Linked DNA regions of Mus musculus: regions 1 and 2 are each linked to region 3. A link is a contact called in public targeted proximity ligation data. All regions are on one chromosome and are shown on one strand. The core of a region is the stretch at or near the end of the contact, and the rest is flanking DNA. Distances in the headings are between cores, read along the strand shown.

Region 1 (2,700 bases), core at 201-2,700, 220 kb after region 3:
ATAAAAGAAAGCTGTTGTCTCTATACCTAAAGCAGAGTTTCTTAAAGGTAGCTGTGTTTCACGGTCAGGTTTCTGTGACCTATTATCCCGTTCATTTTTAGAGCACTATTTAAAACCCAGGCTTCATGCTGACAAACACCAGTGTTGAAACTAACTATTGCTACAGCCCATCCAAGCAACCTTCTCCCTTGGGCCACATTATTATGGGGAATACAGGCAGAATTGTGGTTCCCTGAGCCAGCAGGGCACAAATGAGGGCAGTGATTCATAAGGTGACTCCAGCGAGTTTGCAGACGCGTCACTTTCATGGAAGCTGACGTGCACAAGAGAAGCCTGGGCTTGACTTTTTGAACCGGTAAGCACTTTCTGGCCTCGCTGCCACTTGAGGACTTAGAGGACTGTGGAAGGTTGAAGGTTTCTGAGGATAGGAGTGAACCTGACAGGATGCTGATTTACCAAAAATAAACCCTTCAAATGAGATCACACCCATGTCAGTAGCTTTTTGAGCGGGAAGATGGTAATTTTGCCTCTTCACAGGCTCCTGTAAGTCCTTGAACTCCGATGCCATTGGATCAGTCCTTTGGGGGCTGGGTCATCTGGGGTCTTAATTCTATCCTGGTGAGGTTGGGTGAAAGTGATACTGGTCTAAAAATACAACTCCCTGAACTCTTCAACCTTCAGATCTTTTTGATAATATGACTTTCTTAATCCTGAACTTGATTTCTTTAATTAAAAAAAAATCCACTTGTTCTTTGATATTAGTAAAGCTTAAAAGGGGCAGAAATGGGCATAGAACAGAGTTGTATACCAAGAAGGAAGTGAAGGGCATCACTGGTAATCTTGTCGCCTGATTACAGCCTAATGAGATGTCTGCCAAGTAGGTCCCCCACAGTAAGGGTCCTTCCTCTCTGATACAAGTGACTTTGGAAGTGACAAGCCTCAGCTATCAGGCAACGTCTTACCAATTAGCTCATGTAAATGGGCACACAGGAAAGTGTGACGTCCTTTCCAGTGCTCAAAGGTGAGGCTGCCCCAAGAACGAGGCTCTGAGTCACCCTCCGTGTGTGAGGGACAGTGGTGGGAACAGAGCCAGAGCTATGTATGAGGGCCTCTTTGGAATGAGAGCGAGGGTTCATCACAGCATCATGGAAATGTCTGCAGTCTCTCTCTCTCTCAGGCTCTTAGTTCAGAGTCCAGGACCCTGTGTTGGCTGCAGTCAGGTGGTTTCTGTTGTCTTTGTGCTGACGTGTGGCAATGGCAGAGAAAGCCGAGGCCTGGCCCACAGCATCTTGCTGCACAGCGAGAAGAGGTAGAAGGGCCATGCCGAGCGCCTTGCAAGTCAGCTGACTGAACATGCCATTATGCAACGAACATCCTCTGTGACTGAAGAGCACACAGAAACCTTTGCTCAGAAGCAAACAGCACAAGATTAATTGTAATGACCAGATAGGGAGCTGGCAAGGGCACACAGCACTTCAGAGGCCAAGGTGAACCTGGGGCAAGTTCAGACGGAGCTCCCGAGATGGCGGTGAAGGCACAAGAGCCAGGGAACCTGTTCCACCATAGAAACAAAAGCTGTGTGTATCCAGGAAGGGGAGAACTGTTCCCAAAAAGGCACTCAGAGAAAAACAAACAAGCCCCTGAAATATGCTCGCTGTCAGCTTTGGTGTTTAAAATGTGGGCCCCCTTCAGGGCACCAGCTCATGCTGCCTCTCTCTTGATTTTTCAGCTCCCATTTTCGCCAGCAATCATTCAACTCGAAGTGGAACAGCTGCTGGGGCTGGGCCACCCCCACATCCTGTCAGTCACCCTTCTCCAGGACATAATGTACAGGGGAGCCCCCACAACCCCTCCTCCCAGTTACCTCCACTCACAGCTGTGGACGCAGGCGCTGAGAGGTAAGGCCATCTGTCGCTCTCTCATAATAGGTGTCGCCGCCAAGCCTCCCTCTACCGAGAAGAGCTCTGACAGTTGCTGAATTTTATTAATAATCTGTTGGTGGGTTGAGTTACCCAGGGGTGACATTTTAAAAGTAACATACACCAAGTATGTGGACCAAATATCTCATTATCTGTTACATTTTATATATATGTGTGTGTGTAATAAATGAAATGATACCGGCAGTGGACAGCTCAGGTGTCAGGACCTGGAAACTGTATCGCAATGACCAACAGTTGCCACCTCTCTCCATCTTGCTTTGGGGCTCAGTTACCAGTGAGTTGAGGAGTTCTCTGGATAGGAATGGTACCATAGTTTCACAGATAGCAATGCAAGTTTGTGTGCTGGGCGTGTTTCTGTTATTGACAGAATGACTGGGCACAAAAAAGAAGAAAGTTGGTCTTGGCTCATGGTTTCAGAGAACTCAGCCTATAGTCACTGGATGCTGCTTTGGGCTCATCAGGTGGGAACATGTGACAGAGGGGGCCTCTTCACCTCCTGATGCCTAGGAAGTAGAGAGACAGAAAAGGACAATATTCCCAATTGCCCCTAAAGTCCCTCCACTAGGCCCCACTTCCTCAGAGCACTTCAAGGAGGTGCCAGGGCAGTGCCTCAACACACAGGCCATGGGCAGTAGTTCATTTCCCAACTGGAGCACGATGGGAAAAGATTATAAGGTGACAGAAGATGTTATGTGACTGATCAGAAAGCGACTGTTCACGCAATGCCTTTGGTTGGTATAAGGAATTTCTGTGGTTAAAG
Region 2 (2,700 bases), core at 56-2,555, 220 kb before region 3:
AACACACAGCCTTCAGGTGTTACTAGTCTATGATTATCTGGAATTCAGTTTATATAATTTATTTATTTTTATTTTATGTGTAATGGGTAGGTGCTCTTTGCCTCTGCAAGTCTGTGTACCACGTGCAGGCAGTACCGACAGGCTCGATAAGGACATGACTTCTGGAAACAGATGGCTGCAAGCTACTGTGCTGGTGCTGGGTTCTGAGAATCAAACTCCGGTCCTCTGGAAGAGCAAAGAGTGCTCTTAACCACTGAGGCATTGCTCCAGCCCCCTGAAACTTTGTTTTATTTGTTTTGAAGATTAAGAGGTGCTTTAAACTGACAGACAAAATGCTTAATTTTATTTAAATGTTTAAAAATGCAACTGCGTGAAATAGCTACTTTGTTAACAGGCATTACTTCCCAAAGTCATAATCCTTGTAGTAAGACCATTTAAAATTTGTTCTCTTAGGTTTTTTAGGGTGGACTGTAATATATCGTTTCAACCACTTTCCATGTTATACAACAGAGCTTCCAAATTTATTCCCACTCTCTACCTGAAATTTTGAATTCTTCAGTCAACATTATTTTTTGTATACGCAGATGAATCATATTGATAAAGATACTGACACTGATCGTAGTTGTTGCTGCGATCAGCTGTCCTACAATTAACATAGTCGCTCAAGCACTCCTGTTCATTTGTCTGAGAAGCTTACGAACTTCTTTTGTTGTTCTTGTTTTTGAGACAGGGTTACTCTGTGTAGCCAGGTCTGCCCTGGAATTGGCTCTGTAGACCAAGTTGACCCCACACTCTGAGATCTGCCTGCTTCTGCCCCCTCAGAGCTGAGATTAGCAGTGTGTGCCTCTGTGGCCAGCTTTGTTTGTTCGTTGTTGTTCCGGTACTCTCGGATTTCTTTAGGTAAATGATAAAAGACTTATGAATGTTTTACATTATTTTTTAAAGTAGTTTCCTTTATTTGGGGACGCATCCTCTTTGATGATCCTTGAGAGCAATGAGCACCTGAGGTGAGACTACACCTCCTAAATATGCCTGCTGCTCCTGCTCCGAGAACGGCTAATGAGCCGTGATGAAATTTAATTAAAAGCAAACCCCACAAATAGCTCTGTTCCAAGCTTGCCAGGTAGTTATTCTCGAGACGTTCATTAGGGCTTATGCTGTGAATCCACCAAACCCTCCACTCAGTCCAGTCGCTACCACAGAGTTGACTGCCGTTCATGACTTTCATACAGTCAGTATTATCTGAGATGACTAATGTTGGTGGATGGTGGAAAATCACACTTTGGCACAGACAAACACCCACTGCCAGCTCACCAGGAAGTGTAGACTCTTAGGCTTCACTTACGTGTAATTTGCATGCACCCCATGCCTACATCCTCTAGGTCCTCTGATTCAGATGGTCTGAAGTTGGGCTCAGGAAAATGTCTGTATCAGGAACATCACCTTGAGAAGTGCTCTATATACTTTAAAGACCTTTCCACCATGCCAGGAAACCCTGTCCATTAGTAAATCTTGTTGCCTTGGTGCTAACTAGGAGCACAGGGAAGCTGGCCAAAGATGTTATAGATGTACAACAGAGACAGGCAATTCTGCATCTTTCCATCAGTTGACTGATGGCTTGTGACCGTGGATGTAAAGTAATGGCCACGCTTATGAATAATGTATATGATATTTTAGGGATTATTTAATGTATTTTTTATTCTCTTTAAATCAAGATGCCATATGGCTTCCTCTCCTTTTAATCAATGAATTTCAATGCTTCAGGGGCAGGACAGTCACTGGCTAGAACGCCAAAGTCATCACTCAGCTTTGACTGTCAAATGAAGCTTTTTATGTTGTGTATCCCCAGGGGGAAAGAGCTGTTGAAAGCCAGGCTGCATCAAGAGAGAAAAAGAATTTTCTAAATTTCCAAAGCTCACTTTATATATCATTTATTTCTAATCTTATTGGGTTCTTATTAGAAAACAGAGCCCATAAAAGCCCCGCTCTTCATGTTTTCTTGAGGTTTTCTTTGCAGCCAAGGACGCGATACATCTGTGCTGACTTTCCTTGTCTGGATGTCAAGTTCTCTAAGTGTTAGAGCAAGGAAGCTGACTGCAGCACCCGGCTCCTCTGTGTCTGTAGCTATTTTCTGCCTTCTAGATCTCACTGCTTTGAAAGAAATATCCGAGACCCCCTTGTATTTTATTCCACCCTTTTAGGACATTGAATATTCTTTTTGAATTTAAATTTCATTTCTATCAAAGCAGTATTCTTTTGTAGTTAAATTGTTCTCTGATGCTTAAAACAACAAGAAAAAAAAATGAAACAAAACAACCCCAAAATGCCAACTACACAGTCCCTCTCTCATGTCTTCCCTCTTCAAGTTTCCATTCCCTCGAGTCAACTGCTTTAATCTCTTTTTGCCTAATGTCTTGATGGTTCCCTCCATATTTTAAAACTGTGTGTGGCTATGGCTCTTAAAGTTCAAATGTTATTCTTTAACATGTCATTTTAAAAATGACTTTGGATATAAATGGGAAAAAAATGTCTATATGCAACTTACCATATTTATTATTAACAAAGGGGCAGGGGAAAATTTTAAATCCATGGACCCTGTTTCCCTCCTCTCTAGGCCAAAACCTCAGTCGTGGGACAGTGACTATTAGATACAATACGATGCACTAGCTAATATGGAGTACATATCATTCCAGTGAAAAG
Region 3 (2,859 bases), core at 7-2,506:
CAGACCTTAACACACACAGACATACACACACACCATACCCCACATGAAATTTAGCTGCTCAATACATTGAGGTTCATTGCTCTGTTATTTCTACTTGTGTAAGATACTTAGCATTTTCCAGAATAAAGTATTAAAAATAAGTAAACTATTTTGACCTAACTTTTGGAATGAAGAGCGTGTTCTCTTCCCCTTCCACACGACAGCAGCACCTTGCTTTTTGCTGGGTAAGCTATGAGAGAGAGTTGGCCAGTTTCCCAGTGTTTCTGACAGTTTCTGAAATCACCTTGTTCAAGAATGAGGTGAGGGCTGGGTGTGGTGATGTACATCTGCAATCCTAGTACTTCCAAGGCTTCTGCAGGAGCTTGGGGAGTTTGAGGCCAGCTTGGGATAGGTAATGGGGGAGGACAGGGGACAGGAGAGGTGTGCATCGCCCTTAGGCAGTGATCTGAAAAGGCAACAGATAAGAGCGGGGAGTATTGTAAAAGATGTTGAGATGATTGCACACGGTCGCGGACAGTTTTGGATCTCTGGCTTGGTATAATAAAAGTTTATTTATTTTCCAGGTTGTAATACAGCATTTTTGCAGTTGTGCAGTAACTCAGGATCCTTCAGTATGGGTGTGGCAACCTGAGCCCACTATGAAGGAGATCCTAATGATTATTACAGAGTGATGCGTTTCTTCCTTCGTATCATTGGGCAGGACTCAGGCACGTGGTGTATAACAAACAACTGCAAGGGAGGCTGGGAGTGTGGTCTCCCCGTGGACTCAGGAGAAAACTTGGGAGGTATCAGTTTTTGGAGCCAAAATCGCCCCTCATTTCCTCTCCCTGTGCAGGTCTTTTCTGACCTCTTGAGGAGAAGGGGCACTTCCGTCAGTTTACTCTGAGTTTCCTGTGAGGGTGCTGACCACATCTCATCACACTGGTTGGTTGGTTGGTTGGTTGGTTTTTAAGGGAATATTCCTTTTAATCAGTGCTAGCCTTGAAAGTTTGCTTTTCAGTTTGCTAAGTCTTTCCCAGGCCATCCGTCTTTCCCCCTCATTTTTGCTTTCCAAAGATTCCATTGGCATCTGATCACCACCGCTGGGAAACTCTCCTTATCTCATATGGATTACTCAGTTTCCCCCCCACCTTATCCTAATTACATGTTCTGGGTGCATGATTTGCGGTTGATCATCATCTTCTAACCCCTGAGGCTGTGTGGTGTTTTCCTGTCCCACAGGCTCTTGCCCTGAGGAATATCCTGTCATTATCGAGGGCAATGTCACAGATGAATCACCAAGACATTCACTATGGAGCAAAGAAATTTGGGTGTTACAGCTACTTCGCCAAGGGCCCTGAAACACAGCATTTCCCAGCTGTTCATAAAGTAGCCTGTTTGATACACACACTGTGGTCCTAAATGTTCTTATGTTCTCTGAACGCTTGCTTTCAGTCATGAACTGGCACGTACTCAAGGAAAGAATGTCAGTGAACCTCTATGGGCAATTTTGGTACATTTCCACCATTACATTCAAACAAAACGAAATTGCCTGACTCTTTATAATATGTCCTTTAGTGTGTTTAAACTTGCAGAATTATCCCTACAGATGACAAATTGTAAACAGCATGCAAAAACCACAGCCCTGGTTCAAGGCCTATCTCAGTGTTCCACCGACATTCACCCTTCTTAGAAATGTTTAAAGTGTTTTAGGAAAATGGAGCTAGGCAAACAGGCTTATCGGCAATAAAAAAAAAATCATTGATTCTAATTAAGAGGCGTCACATATGCAGAAACAAAGCTGCTTTTGTGTGATAGAAAGCCGACCTGCTCTCTCAGATGCATGGAGTGCTTTCCAGTGGCTTTAGATAATCATGCTGACAAAGTTTCAGGGCCCTGACCTTTTGGCCCATCTCAAGTGATTCAGCTGTACTTGTCGAAACTTGTCTAAGGTGTTAGTGGGAGGTGTGCTGGATACAATTGTTGTAAAAGCACAGTAGTGGCAAAGCAAGCTCTTGTTTCTGAAAGCCTGGAACTGCATCTTGAACAGAGGTGGGAAGCTCTGGCGTTCATGGGGGCAAAGTCCGAGTGTATTGAAGCTGTTTCCTCCTGGTAACTAGCATTTCCTACAGCAATACATACCCTAGTGTACTCACCCACTGCTGGTGAGGACTCCAACGTCTCCGGCTGTCTGGGTCAGCCTGATCCTGTCCCATTGTGTGTTCCTGGAAGGTTGCATTTAGATTGTGACCCTGATTTTATGCTGTGTCCACAGAATGGGGTCTTTATGACGGAACCAGTCAAGGAAGGCACTGTACACTCTGAGCAAATAATGGAGAAATCACTCTAATTGCTTACTCGATTGAGGTGTTAAATCAAAATCAACAACTGTGCCACCCGCAACTTTCCTTGAATTCAGAACTTAAGAAAAAAAATGAATTTCTAGACCATAGGGTCAAGAGCATAGATCTTGGTGAATCAATGGGCAATTTAGTTCTGAATTAAGAGTACATATCGACCATTTGTACTGCCAATGATTTATTTTCAAAGAGTTCCATAGAAGGCATTTCTAGTTGCCTGATTGTATATTTCCTCCAAAGATTGCCTTGCTAATTACCATCAGTGAGTAATAGGGATTGCCAAAAAAATAAAATAAAAATAAAAATAAAAAAAATTATTGTATCCCAAAGGAATGGTACTGCCAAGTGTCTTGATGGGCTCCTGCTATACTTAACAAACAGCTGTGCCTGGGAGTGAAATTCTGAAGTTGGATTGTCTCTTAACTGCAATTAGAATAGGCTTAATTGAGGGTGTCTGCAGTGGAGTCCAGTTTCAAACTCTTATATACAGAATTCATGCCTTTCTTACGCAGAACAAAGT

The links.
Region 1: a contact with region 3 is called in a targeted proximity ligation map of pancreatic cancer cells. A contact is called at or near these places in 4 of 484 Hi-C or Micro-C datasets (the MC3T3-E1 cell line, the STO cell line, cortical neurons and 1 more), 1 of 130 datasets of targeted methods (pancreatic cancer cells) and 2 of 9 other capture datasets (embryonic stem cells and pancreatic islet).
Region 2: a targeted proximity ligation map of pancreatic cancer cells shows a contact between it and region 3. A contact is called at or near these places in 2 of 484 Hi-C or Micro-C datasets (the AML12 cell line and nephron progenitors) and 1 of 130 datasets of targeted methods (pancreatic cancer cells).

Annotation. Positions count from the first base shown.
Region 1 is chr19:28,297,976-28,300,675 of GRCm38.p6, reverse strand. Glis3 (GLIS family zinc finger 3) reads left to right here. Exons shown (of 11, transcript NM_175459.6): 8 at 1,730-1,898. Among named protein-coding and RNA genes, the nearest start is that of Gm35866, 65 kb to the left of the region's middle.
Region 2 is chr19:28,732,541-28,735,240 of GRCm38.p6, reverse strand. No RefSeq gene overlaps it. Among named protein-coding and RNA genes, the nearest start is that of Gm35922, 26 kb to the left of the region's middle.
Region 3 is chr19:28,516,903-28,519,761 of GRCm38.p6, reverse strand. The region is part of intron 4 of Glis3 (GLIS family zinc finger 3); the gene reads left to right. Among named protein-coding and RNA genes, the nearest start is that of Gm35866, 150 kb to the right of the region's middle.